Linked DNA regions of Podarcis muralis: region 2 is linked to region 1. Evidence: chromatin contacts called from public Hi-C data. All regions are on one chromosome and are shown on one strand. The core of a region is the stretch at or near the end of the contact, and the rest is flanking DNA. Distances in the headings are between cores, read along the strand shown. Region 1 holds the start of HSPA13 (heat shock protein family A (Hsp70) member 13). Region 2 holds the start of USP25 (ubiquitin specific peptidase 25).

The links. A called contact is a pair of places that touch in the nucleus more often than the background predicts.
Region 2: a Hi-C map of blood shows a contact between it and region 1, with 4 times the contacts expected there. The contact joins the promoter of USP25 here to the promoter of HSPA13 in region 1. A contact is called at or near these places in 2 of 3 Hi-C or Micro-C datasets (blood and tail).

Annotation. Positions count from the first base shown.
Region 1 is chr4:47,649,227-47,656,332 of rPodMur119.hap1.1, forward strand. It overlaps HSPA13 (heat shock protein family A (Hsp70) member 13), which reads right to left and starts at 4,417. Exons shown (of 5, transcript XM_028726935.2): 1 at 4,262-4,417; 2 at 2,016-2,356; 3 at 1,242-1,455; 4 at 721-888. The coding sequence starts at 4,286.
Region 2 is chr4:48,099,167-48,106,272 of rPodMur119.hap1.1, forward strand. USP25 (ubiquitin specific peptidase 25) reads left to right here and starts at 4,365. Exons shown (of 32, transcript XM_028726941.2): 1 at 4,365-4,866. The coding sequence starts at 4,822.

The DNA.
Region 1 (7,106 bases), core at 3,167-5,666:
CTTAGAAGCATAGAACTGAGGAGTTGGAAGAGACCATGAGGGTCATCTAGTCCAACCCCCTACATGACCCCATGACTCCAAAATTAAGAGTCTCTTGCTCCACTGAATGAGCTATCTCATAAAACAGATGGTTTCACTGAGCCCTTGAAAAGCTGCCACCGACAGCTGGTTGGCTGTACTGAGCTTGGTGCATCATAACCTGGCTTAAGCTAGTCACAAGTATAGGTTTATTTGGAAGCAAGTTCCACAAAAAAAAATCATTGGTGCTCACTGTCCAGAAAATATATTAGGAATAAATGGGACACACAAAAATTAAGGCCAATAACTCGCCTCTCTGACCTCTATGTCCACCTCATCATAGGGAAGACTCACAGATTTATTTATTTTCTTTATATCCCGCCTTTCTTCCAGTACAGGACCCAAGGCATTCATTCACGACCCGTTTACTGCAACATCAAGTGTTAATTTGCATGCTTGGGCAGGCCATCACAAATGCAGCACCTCGGACAGGACTTCTACATCTTTCCACGTAATCTTAACTACAGCATTTTTCAATGAAGTCAGTTCACATATTCAGCTACCAGTGAGAAGCATGAGTGTATCCAATGGTATACAAGCAGGGAGGAAAGATGTAGAACCAACCTACAGCTTGCCGTATTAGACCTGCCAAGTAAAATTATTTTAGTGACTCAAACCCTAGCATTAAAGACTCTTCTTTACCTGCCATGGCTCGGGTCAGAAACATCCCTCCTTGCTTGTTCAGCAGAGAAACATCCAACGTTCCTCCACCCAAGTCTACGACCAGAACGTTAGAGACATCAACTTTGTGAAGACCATATGCCATGGCTGCTGCAGTGGGTTCATTAATTACCCGCAAGATTTCCAGTCCTTCAAAAGATAAAATAAGTTATCAATATTTATATTTTTGCCTCCTATTCCATCTAGTAAAATAATGATTCTAAACCAAATATGACGACTGAGTGGAAATTTAAGTATAAAATGATTAAAGCTTGTAGACTTGTGCCTAACTCTCCTTCAGACAACAAATGGTTGCGTATTTGTAAGTGATTTTGTTTCCAACCCTGCTTGTCATTCTGGAGCAATTTCATTCACAATTTCTAACGCTGCACAAGTCAAAGCAAAAGACAAGTCAATGTTGACCTACTATTATATATGCTCCAAGTATGGCATTATGAAAATAAACTGAGTTTAGCAAGAATACAAGGGGAAATGTGAATCACCTGCAAGTCTTGCTGCTTTAATAGTGTAGTTTCGTTGTCTTTCATCAAACTCTGCTGGCACTGAAATAACTGCTCTGGAAACAGGCATTCCAAGGTAGTCCTCCGACATCCTCTTCAATTTCAAAAGGAGTTGAGAACCAATATATTCTGGTGTTACATTATAAGTCTCATTGGTTGCAATGGAAAATTCAGCAGCTCCCTTGTTATTAATAATCTGAAAAACAAGAGAAAAGCAGAATCTTTAAGTGCTATCACGTACATATGAGTGAGTGGACCCGCCTGTACACAGAATTACTCACTTAATTCTGAGTGAACATGCATAGGAGTGTGCTGTTAAGAAGTAAAATTCCTTATTTATTCATTATATTTATATAGCCACCTCATGACAGTTCTTTGGGTGGCTCACACAGCAAAAAAGTATACTCTAAAACAAAATTAAAACTCCATATGTATAGGAACCACAGAAACATGCCAGAATTCATCATAGAGGCTTTATTTTTCATTTAAAAGGATTTGTCTGAACTAGACATTACCTGGAATCACATGATTTAATTAATATTTAAGAGTGGTGTAAATTTAACCAGTTCCCAGCAGCACAAAATATAAAACATACTCCTCATTTGTACGAAGCACTTCTAACCACAAGGCCTCAGCTTCACCTATTCCTAGAACAAATGAATCATCTCAGGTCTTGTAACTTGTTACACAGCAGTGAGAATTGTGGGTATCAAACACTCATTGGCAGTTAGCTGGCAAACAAAACATTAAGCTCACCTTAAATGGGTATCTGCGGCTCTCACTTATCAATTCTTTTGGCGTGAAGAGCTTCCCTATAAATCGCTTAGCGTCATACACAGTGTTCTGTGGGTTTGAATCTGCCAGCTCTAGCCCATCATATCCCACATAAATATCTCCCTCCATGAAGGACACCATGCTTGGAATGCTGTTGTGCCCACTTTCATCAGGAATCACTTTCACCTGCCCTGTGCCAGGAAGGAAAACGCCAACTGAACAATATGTGGTGCCAAGGTCAACCCCTATTACTTTTGGTGTGGGCATAGGTAAATACTGTTGGGCCAGGTATCCAGCTAATAAAAGTGTCAAAATAGCAGAACCTGAAAGGAAAGAAAGGAAAATTAAAAGTCAGAAAATTAATCCCAGAAGAAGTTAACAAGACTATCCATTTTTTCCCATAGAATTATAGAGTTGAAAGGGACCCAAGGGTCAACCAGTCCAACTCCCTGCAATGCAGGAATCTCAACTAGATCATACACAGCAGGTACAATTTTTAGAACAGCTATTGTGTCACTCATAAATTATATTTTTTAAAAAAGCTAAAGATCCCCAAACCATTTAGATTTTAATACACTCCATGGTCATTTTAGCTGCATCTACTCTAGCTCTATAATATCATTTTTGAACTGTACATAATATTCCAAAAGGGGTGCATTATGGATTTGAATCAGAACATTTTGATACTGACAGTTTTATTTTTAATTCCTTTTCTAATAATCCTAGCACATTGTGTATTTTTCACAGCTGCCTCACACTGTTGGCATTTTCACTGTGCTATCCACTCAAATAAAATCTTTCTGATGAGTCATGGGCACTGCCAGTTCTTTGAAACAGGTCCATCAAGCCTTTTTCCAGTATTGGCAGATGGCAAACACATTGCCTGTGTAACAAACTCCAAACCAGAAAGACAATGAAAGGCACCCTCCTATAGAAAACCAATAACTTTCATCCTCTCCTTCTTCAACTGCTTCACTAAACACCCCTCTTCCTGTGATCAGTTTCCCAGAATCACTGGGAAATCACTGATCAGTTTCCCAGAAGCAAAATTACAGATACTGAAGTCTGCAAAGGAAGTGCTTTAACACTCTCATCCCCTAAGTCCAGGACCATCCTGAGGCAAAGCAGCAAATGAATAGCAGGGACGCTGGTCAAATTATTTTGGTACCGGAAGCAGAAAATCCCACAAGTGCCTCTCCCCCTCCTGGGCAGTGAAGATACTATATACATGCAAAACCATTTGTAACTTTTCATGATACCAAAGATCAGACGCCTGAGGTGATCACTTTTTTTCCTGGTTGGCAGCAGCTCCACCCCTCCCCCTCAACATCATCATAATTTATTATTTATACCCCACCCATCTGGCTGGGTTTCCCCAGCCACTCTGGGTGGCTTCCAACCGAATATTAAAAACAATACAGCGTCAGACATTAAAAACTTCCCTAAACAGGGCCGCCTTCAGTTGTCTTTTAAAAGTAAAATAGTTGTTTATTGCCTTGACATCTGGTGGGAGGGTGTTCCACAGGGCGGATGCCACTACCAAGAAGGCCCTCTGCCTGGTTCCCTGTAACCTCACTTCTTGCAGCAAGGGAACCGCCAGAAGGCCCTCGGAACTGGACCTCAGTGTCCGGGCCAGTATATACCACAACACAAAAGCCTAAAAACCAGTAGAGCTGTCCTACTGGGTCAGACCAAAAACTCATCTGGTCCAGCGTCTTGAGCCCAAAGGGTCCCACCAGATGCCTCCAGGATTCATAGAATTGTAGAGTTGGGAGGGACTCGAGGGTCATCTAGTCCAACCCGACACGTGTAACCAGAGACAGAAGAACACAGATCTCCTGCACTTTCAGTAGTTGTGCAGCATTCCCTTTCCTACACAGCGAATTAGTGGGGGAGGGGAGTTCTGTCCTCTTTTGCCTATAAGCATGAAGGCGACGTCCCTCCCCGCGGCTGGCATTCAAACGCACAGGTAGACTGCCTCTGGAACTGGAGGCTCCCTTCAGACACCTCCAATGCCCTGCGTGTACTCAAAAGCTTTCATTTTAGCTTCGAGTATTCCGGCGTAGAGCCCTGGGTTTCAGCGGCGGATCTAGGCCGAGGTCCCGTCCCCGCCCCCCCAAAAAAGCAGCGGGAGGCAGACAGGCAGGCGAGAATTTAGGGGGGATCTTAACGAGGCGCAGAGGCTGACACAACCACCGACCCGCCTTCAGCCGGCCCCTCTTACTCACCCAGCACCGTCATCTCCCCGGCCATTTTCGAAACTTCTCGCTGCCCTGGCCCGGTGCTATAAGGCCCCGTCTGTTGTTATGCGTGACACTCGCCGGCTTCCTGGGCCGTTTACCCGTGTGATGACTGTACCTTCGCCGCTTGGAGGGGAGGGGGGGGAAAAAAAAAACCTCGCGCGGCGCGGTGCATGCTGGGAAATGTAGTTCCTCTCGTCATAAAACCCCAGCGCAGTCCGTAGGAAGAAACTACAATGCCCGCCAGCCAAGCATCTCGCCGGCGCGCACTCTTACGTGCCGCGCTGACCCCTCCCCTCAATACACGTCACCCAATCCGTGCGAAGGGGCTGATGGGACTTGGGGGAACTTTCTGGTGACGTGCAGAGGAAGAAGGGTCTGTTATGACAGCCCTTCCTGCGCTTTGCCTGTCGGGAATGGTAGTTTGTTGTCTTAGCTGCTGCGTAGTTTTCCTGATGCTTATCGTTAAAGTTTTTGTTTACTTTGCTTCTGGTAAGTTGTATCAGCCAGTCTCCACTCCCTCGTCCCCCTTTGTAATAGTTAAGGACTCAAAGCCCACCATATGCCACGGGGTCCCCCTTCCTTCCCGCCTAAAGGCATTTTGGATTTTCCAGAGGATGCTTAGAAGCATTTACAGGGAATGCCATTTTCAGAGCTGTGGGCTGAGCCAGTAGAGGGCGAGAGTGGAAGTGCTTGGAAGCAGCTCAATGCTACAGCCTGTTCCTGTGAGTAGGTAGCTTCTTCCATGTGATTTGGAGCCCTGGTCGCCCCAGGATTCCCAGACACGTTGAAAAGCCTAGCTCTGTGTTTTTGTTTATTTATTGCATTTATATACCACCTTTATATCCAAGCTGCTAAAGGTGCCACTCTTTAGCCATGAGTTTCATGACTGAGTGGGAATTCAAATCCTGGTCTCCCAAATTCTAGCCCGATGTTCTAATAATCACTGTTTTTAAGGCTGCCCAGACGAAATATATTAAAGTATTAATATAATATAAGCATTAATATAAGTATTAAATTGAGTTTTACATCACAGCAGTCTTTACATGTCAATGAAATGCTTTATGTTGACAAAAACATATTGACAAGCACATCTTTTTAGATACAAAACCACCCTCCGGGACCTTCCATAGGAGAAATTGTGATGAAAATTACTCTCTGGGAGTAGCCATCTTGCATTTTCAGCCACACAACTTTTCCCTCACCTTTTTGGAGAGGGTAACCCCAGCCCAGTTAATTTTTTTCTTCCTTTTAACTCAAAAAATCAGCTGTCAAACAATAGACAAAGTCATACTATTCTGACTGTCTTAGGAACCAGAAGCAACAGAATTTTGTGGCTCCTTAAAGACTTACATATTTATTGTATCACATATTTTTTGTGGACTAGAATTCACTTCTTTGGATGTGTGACATTGGTGGGCATACATTAAGTACAGAGAAAAAACTATAAGGCAGGAAAGCTGTATTGTATAAGCAGTTATACTCATTTCCCACTAGGTGTCAGAATATTGCTGGAGATGCGGATTTGATAGGACAGTTTTGAAGTGTTTCAGATTCATAGAGAGCATATTAACCTTTGGTAATCTTTATCCAAATTTTTGCAGATGCATAAATCATAAAGAAGCCTCATCATTTTCTGCCTATTATATTTAATTCTCTAGGTCTAACAAATTCACTGAACCTTCCTATGAAATCATTCTGGAAGCTGACAATGAAATCCATTCTTTCATTTTCACATTTACAGTCACGACGTTAACGTCATGTTAGCCACAGTGGTTATTTTCTGGGTGAATATTCCATGAAGACAGTAGGTCCTTCACAAGTGCAGTCAAAACCATATGTTACAAATCTTGTGTCTAAATTCAATTTATGCAATGGTGGATGCTTTCAGGTTTCTTTTTTTAAACAATCCTGATGCATTCAGCAACCACTGTTATAATAGTATTTCAACTTGGCAGGAATGTTGCATGCATATGGCGAGGGTTGGGTTGCTCTTAAGGAAGAGACGGAGTTAAATATTCTCCTTTTCACTTAAAGGGAAGACCCCCCCCTACCCACTTTCAAAACTCATTTTTCTTCCTGCTCCACTGTTTGGAAAGGGTTGGGGTGAGGCTAAATTGCATCTTCAGGGTTCAGATGGCTGATTTGAAAGGTGGTTGTGGCAGCTTGTTATGCCAGAGGCCCCAAGCAGAGAGCAGTCAAGATCTCATGAGAGAGACAAAGGCAGGGAATAGGCACTGTTTCACTGTGACAACTGGTTCTTCAAGGAAAGTTATGGGCAACCTGTGGTCCTCCAAATGTTGGTGGACTCCCAAATCCCATCATTCCTAGCCATTGTGATCATTGTCAGGAATGATGGGAATTGTAGTCCAACAATTTGGAGGTCCATAGGTTCCCCAAACCTGCTCAAGGGAGAGACAAGTGGTGGTGGTCAACTATTCCTCCAGCAACCCAGCAGTTGCTCCCTTCCTCCTCCTTCCCTGCTCTTCCACACAGTAGGTACTTTGGATGTAGAGAGATGTCCATCCTCAATGTGCTTTTGCCTGGGTGTGAATTTCTGTTATGATGTCCAGGAAGAGAGGCACCAGCTACAGAGCTCACCTCTAGTTTCCTTTAAGTTTCTCTCCCCATCATCAACGACCTCTCCCCCCGCCAAAGTAAAGTGGGCAGCTTCAAGGCTCATATGTAGCGACCAGTTTCCCTGCTCTCTCTATAGTGTATTAATATTAACCTTGAGTTGTGTTGGCATGTACAGCTTAAAAGCAAGGAGATGGGAAGTTGATTGGTGTCTTATGATGAGCTCTAAATGATAGATGCTCTGACCTACTTAATA
Region 2 (7,106 bases), core at 3,115-5,614, 450 kb after region 1:
AAAACAGTTGAAATTAATGCTGTAATGAAGAAGTTCCTGACTTGGCATTTCAAGAGGGCTGTCAGCCAATATATTTCCTAGCTGTATACTTGGTGAAGCATGAAACAGGAGAAGATTAAGAAAGTGATGTGGTCCTGCATTTGACACCCTGACTCAGAACTCCCCTTATGCACAAAAGACAACTTTTAATTCTGACGTAAACAGTCTTCTGCACTTGTAGGCTACAACAGGATGCATATTTTTCAGTAATTTCTACATAGAAAATTGCATAAATACCAAGATTGCCATGTGTGACAAACAGCATACTTTTCCTGACTTGAGTGGACTTTTGCACGATAAGCTGATTACATTAATTATCCCTGTGTGATTTATCCATCTCACAATCAGCTGCATGAGAAAAATTCATACACTTGATCATCAGATTTGTCCCTGTGGCAAACTGTTTGGGGCAGTACCATACATAACCAATTCATCAGGCAAAATTTCTCATTCTACAGACAGCTAAGATGCAGTTGCTTCCCTGTTTAAATGTTTATTAGACACCTTAACCAAAAGCTGTTACCCAGAGGAATTTACAAGGTCTAGTTCAGCTCTGGTGTGTCTTGGTTTATAATCCTGATCTCTTGTCTTGACTCTTGGCTTATTATTCTGCCCTGCTTTCTGGTTTGCGCTTCCAACCTGATTACCTTTCAGTACTGGCTGACAGTTCCTGGCTTCTGACACAACCCTGATACCGTAAAACTTTAAGGACTCCTTCAAATTCCCTCACTGTTTTAGTGCTGAATTCTATGATTTGGGCCATGATGACATGCATGATTATTATTATTGGCTTCATTGCTTTCTGATCTGTGGCTGAATGCCAGGTCAGATCAAAGTAAGACTTCACTCATGATCTGATTGTGAATGAGGAGGCCAATCTGGCCTGCATCTCTGAGACTTGGGTGGGTGAGTAGGTTGGGGTTGGTTTCACCCAGCTCTGCCCATCTGGGTACTCAGTGCAGCATTGGGACATACTTGAGGCTCAGGTAGGAGGAGCTGTTGTGGTCTACAGAAATTATTTCTCTCTCCAGGCTCTCTGTCCAGTTGGGGGTTATCTAGGGTGTGTGTTCCTGGCACTTGACAATCGGGACAGATTATGGATTCTATGGAGTTTACCACTCACCTCACTGCCCAGCAGTCTCTCTGCCTGAGCTGACAGAACTGGTCTCAGAGGCGATGTGGAAGATTCCCAGACTGCTGATTTTGGGGAACTTCAACATCCATGAAAGAGGCTCTGGGGTAGTTCAGGACTTCATGGCTGCCATGATGACCATGAGCTGTCCTAACATGTCATCAAGCCAACGCATGTGGCAGGCCACACTCTGGACCTTGTTTTCTTAACTCAGTAGGAACAGAGTGATCTGAATGTAGGGGATATTGATATCAGTCCACTGTCATGGTCACAACATTTCTTGTTGAGCTTTAGGTTTAACCCCTTTTTTCCCTCTGTAGATGTCGGGGACATGTTAAGATGGTCCCCCTTCAGAGGCAGATGCATCCAATGGGTTTCCAGATGGCTCTGGGGGATTTTCCGGCTCATATGACTGACACTCCCTTTGAAGCCCTGGCCTGCTTAATGCAGCTTGCTTGGATCCCTGGTATATTCCAGAGCTTAGGATGAGGAAACAAAGTGGGAGACAGCTTCGACGCGAGTGGAGAAGAACTCAATTCAAATGCAATCAAACACTGGTGAGGGCTCATCATCAAGCCTACCTAGTGGCAGTGAAGGAAGCAAAAAGAAGGCAGTGGTAAAAAGCTCTCCTTTTTGGGCAAGTTTCTTGAGTGAGTGACTAGAACAAGGCACTCTTGCAGAAAACTGATTTTCTAGATTCATTTCAATCAGACTTTAGGCCCATTTTCAGCACAGAAACTGCTTTGGTGGCCCTGTTGGGAGACAGACAGGGGAAATGTGTCCTCGTTAATTCTCCTCAACTTCTCAGTGGCTTTCGATACCATCAATCATGGTATCCTTCTGGAGTGACTGTCCTGAGTTGGGCAGTACTGATTTGCAGTGATTCTGGTCCTACTTGGATGGTCATTTATAGAGGGTGATGCTTAGGGAGTGCTCTTTGGCACAGTGGAGCCTTCATTGTGGGGTTCCTCGGGGTGTGATTTTATCCCCATGCTGTTAACATTTAACATCTACATGAAACTGCTAAGTGAAGTCATCTGGAGTTTGGGAGTTTGGTTCCCAGCAATTTGCTGATAACACACAGCTCTACTTCTCCTCTACATCTGCAGGTGTGGCAGTGGATGTGCTGGACCAATGCTTGTCTCAGTAATGGACTGGCTGAGAGCCAACAAACTAAAGCTCAAATCCAGATAAGACTGAGTCACTGTTAGTGGGCAGCTCCCTAAACCGGATGGATAGGAGGTTGCCTGCTCTTGATGGAGTTACACTCTTTCTGGCACCTTCATCACGTATCTTTAGGCTCCAGGCAAAAACATTCCTCTTTTCCCAGGCCTTTGGCTAATTAAAGAATTCAAGCCCTTTTAAACTGCATGTTGGGTTACTGTTTTTGTTTGTTACTATGGTATGTATTTTTGTGTTCTTGTAAACTGTCCTGTGATCCTTGAAGGAAGAGTGGTCTAGAAATGCAAATAATAATAATAATAAATTAAAATGTATTAATGTGTTAATATCTGTGATATCTGAATGTGAAAAACTCCTTTTGAGGGGGCCGTTAATACCTTTCATGTGGTTCTCACTGTAGTTCACTTAATCTGCAACATACTCTTTCTCTATGCCAAATTCACTGACTGACTGAGAGGATAGACAAAGGCTACAACCAGATGCACACTTATCTAGGAGTAATTCTTGCTGAACTCAGGCAGGGATGCTTCTGAGTAAATACACATAGGATTGTATATGGAACTACCATTGAAAACAATTAGGGAACTCCCATTAGTCCAAGACAGAGCTAACTGCACTACAGTATATTACATTAGCTTTGTTTCAGGTGAGCTGGATTCCAATCCAGATTCAAAATGCTGCTTTTACCGTAATCTTTAAAGCCTACACTTCACTCACAAACACCATCCCATTCCCCAATGCCATTGTCAGAGGCTTTCTCTGGGTGCCTTAGCCAGGATAAGTGTGACAAAGGACAGTACTGTATCCTGATGGTAGAACATCCTTCCTGAAGAGGCTCACATGCTATGAATACTTTGTATTCTTTCTGGCAGTAGGGGAAGACATTAATTCTCTCTGCTTTTTAAAGCTTTCCCAAAGGTTTTATAGGATCTCAGAAGTCTGGTAATTAAGATCTGTCTGTCTGTGCTCTGTGAGCATAATCATTGTTGAGTTCTCAGTTGTCTGATGCTATTTATGTTGTATTTTTATGGTTTAAATTGTTTATAATATTTTAAATATTTTAGGAAGGTGACAAGATAACCTTTGGTTATGGGGCAGCACAGAAATATTAATTAAAAAAACAAATCAGTTGACGTGAGTAATATGTGTTTATTGATTACATTAGGTGTGCCCTGAGCATAACTTCACTAAATATCATGCATAGTTTCTTTTTATCCTGATTTTTGGTCCAAAGTGATGCACAGTACAATGTATTAAAAATGATTAAACCCATCAAACCATAAAGCCAAACCACTGATCAAAAATCAGCAGTGTAATAGCAGCAAAAACCACAGTACGAGGAGGCAAAAATAACAGCCTCAGTGTCACAAGAGAGACTACAGAAAACCATAGCTTTGACTGTCAAAAAGAAAACAGGAAGTGACACAAATGTACCTCCCATGGAGATGAATTCAAGAGCCTGGGTGCCAATGTGGAGAAGGCCCTGCCCCACCTATTCATAAAATTAATCTCAGAAACAGGATATGAAGCAGAAGCCCTCTCAGGAGGAAGGTGGAATCATATGGAAGCCAAACCGTTTAGAGCTTTCTGGTATTAGCAAAGTTCCCAAACCTTTCCCAGTCCCAGGGGCTACTGCACCTCCACAACTTCCTGGAGTGTCTTCACCTGGCTAGAAGCATTATTCCCGCATTGTTTCTTGCTAGCCTGGAGGACAGAAAGGGGCGCGGGAGTCCGCAGCAGCCAACCGGCCCCACCAAGGTAAAACTTGTAGGGATGACTCGGCCTGCCGCCGGTATGCGCTCTTCCCCGACCCTTGTTCCGAAAGGAAGGCCGCCGTGGAGCGAAAAGGGATCCCCAGAGGCTTTGCAAGCTGGACGGCCGCCGCAGGATAAGGGCGGGAAGAGGAGAAGTTCCTGCTTCCCGTTCAGTCGCCTTTCCCCGGTAGCGGCGTCAGCTGGGCGGCGTTTTCCCTTCCTCACTTGCCCCCTCGCAGCTCGGGCTGCAGCCCTGCGCGCCCGCGCTTAGCCGGGACAAACTCGGCCAGACTTACTTCCGAGTAGGGAGCGCGCAGGGCTGCGCCGCCGAGGAGGGAGGCGCGGCGGGGAAGGGGAGGAGCCCAAGCACATTCCTGGGCTGGGCATGTTTGGTTGAGGCGGCGGCGGCGGCGCGTACACTCCTAGCAAGCGGCAGGCGCACCGCCGGGCCTGAGCGCGCCCCGCTCCTTTCCAGGGCTGCCACTTGCCTGGGCAGGCGCGTCGCGTCACGGCTGCGTGGATCGCGAGCCGCGGCCTCCCCACGCCGCGCTCCTCTCCCTCGTCTCCCTCCTGCTCCTCCGGCGGCCCGTCCACTCCGGCCCGGCCTTGCCGTTGCTCCCTCCCCACCCTCGGCTAGCGCCGTCTCCTGCTGCTGCTGCTGCTGCTGCACCTCCTCAGGCCGGCGGGGAGGGAAGCCGGAGTCGGGCCGGGGCCATGACCGTGGAGCAGAATGTGCTGCAGCAGAGCAACGCGCAGAAGGTGAGGGGCGACCTGGCCCGCGGGGTGGGGGAGAGCTACCCTGTGCTCAGGCCCAGGCAGGAAGCCCTTGGGCAGGCTGCTGGGCTACGCGAGGGCCTGGCTTTTGGGAGCCGAGGCGGGTCGGCGCCTTCCCTCCCGGGTTCCCTCCGTGACCTTTGCGTCTAGCGAGGGAGAGGCGAGAGCGGGTTGGGCGGCTCCTCCCGGCCTGGGGAAGGGGATCGCGGGGGTGGGGGTGGGGGGGAGTCCGCTGAGCTCCTGGAAGCGGCACTGCCTTTCTGTCAGTATTACTTCTCCACCCCGTCCACGCTTTGAGTTCCTGGAAGCGTGTTCCTCCTCTCGCATTTGCCCTGCTTTCCCCTCCTTACCTTGCCAGAGAAGTGCCCACGGGGGTTGGTATATTAGGGGGACGGAGGAGGAGCCCGGCGTTTCGATCCGCAACTCGCCCTTCCTTCCCTGCCCCCCACCCTCTCACAAAAGTGCCACTTTATTTTTAAATAGAGGGATTGACGTTTTCATCCTCCCCCGATTCTGTCGCCCTGAGACGCATCTCGGTTCTGATCATGCCAGCTCTTCCAACCGGTTCTGTAATACAGTACTGAGGTGTAGGAAGCAGGCGGGTTTCCTGCTTTAACTATGTTTCATGGACTTAATGTAAAGCTTTGAAATGAGTCTGTAAATGTGTATCCCGTGAGGGGTGGTGAAGAAGGCTGCTGCTTCTGTTTTTGCCCTGAGCCAGGAAATCTGGTTGTTAGCTCAAAGTATAGTGTGGCTGGTAGTGTGAATGCTTTACTTGAATTTTGTAGATTATATCGAAGGTGTTTTGTTAACTATTAGTAACAGTGGCCTATGTTAGTAGCTTCTGAGTTGTATATACTGTATGTTTCTTTTGAGGTTATGTATTTCCTCTGGAGATTTGGCTTGCTATGTCATGGGATATAGGACCCAAATGATCTAATTCTGGAGAAAGTTCATGGTACTTTGTCCCAAGGAAAGTTGTCCTTTCTATAACACTTTGAACCTTTTGATATAAATAAAGAGTAAGACTGGTATCCTTGAATTTATGTGAAGTACATAATCTGTTGGAATGTGTAAATAATCCTACTCCAAAGAAGGCTGCTATACATGGCCTTCATCTGCTCTTTTTTACTTCCGTTTTGTCTTTCCAAAATCCTTGTGTGGTAGGTTAACTGAGAGATACTGCCTGATCCAAGGTTATCCAATGAGCTTCAAGGCCTAGCAAATATTTGAAACCCTGGTCTAAGCCTAATATTCTCTCAGATAATTTGAAACCATTCATTCACGTTTTTGAACAAGTCGACTTGTTTCAAGCACAGATGCCTATAAGTTAAATAGGTAAAAAATAGATAAATGATCCCTGGGCAGTTAAGTCCCATCAAAGGCGACTATGGGATTGCTGTGCTCATCTCGCTTTCAGGCCGAGGGAGCCAAAGTTTGTCCACAGACAGCTTTCCAGGTCATGTGGCCAGCATGACTAGACTGCTTCTGGTGCAAGAAGCCAGAGCGCACGGAAACACTGTTTATGTTCCTGCCGCAGTATCTTGCACTGGTATGTTTTCAAATTGCTAGGTTGGCAGAAGTTGGGACAGAGCAATGGGGGTTCATCCCGTGGCACGGATTCGAACTGCCGACCTTCTGATCAGCAAGCCAAGGAGGCTCAGTGGTTTAGACCACAGTGCCACCCACGTCCCTATAAGTTAAATATGGTCATTTTTTTATATAGTATGTTTATAACTTATCAATTTGAGAGGTGTGTGGCCACTAAAAATTTGTACTTTTTGTTTTTGACTCATGTGAAATGAAGAGGGACATTCCAAATGCATAGCCATAAAGGCTTGCAAAGATGCTATACACTCTTCTACAGTTCTATTGAACAAGTATGTGTTAAAAAAATAACTACTCACTTCTGTTTCCACATTTACCTCTTTCCACTTTCCTGCTCATTTCTTTTGCATTTTGCATCCTTTTATATCTGCTTCTAACTCCTTCAAAAATGTCTCATAAAATACAAGATTTAAAGTAAGCAGTACCTATGTGTTCTTAACATGCTTTCATAACAGTAGAAATCTACTCCTTGAGTAACTTCAACAGGGTACTTGTGTGCTGTTGATACTCTGTACTTCAGTGAGGATTTGACAACTGCTTTTCATCTTTGCGCTGTTTGCATTCATGCTAAAACCAAAGTCATTAGTAGTTGTATCCCAGATGCACTGAATAGAAAG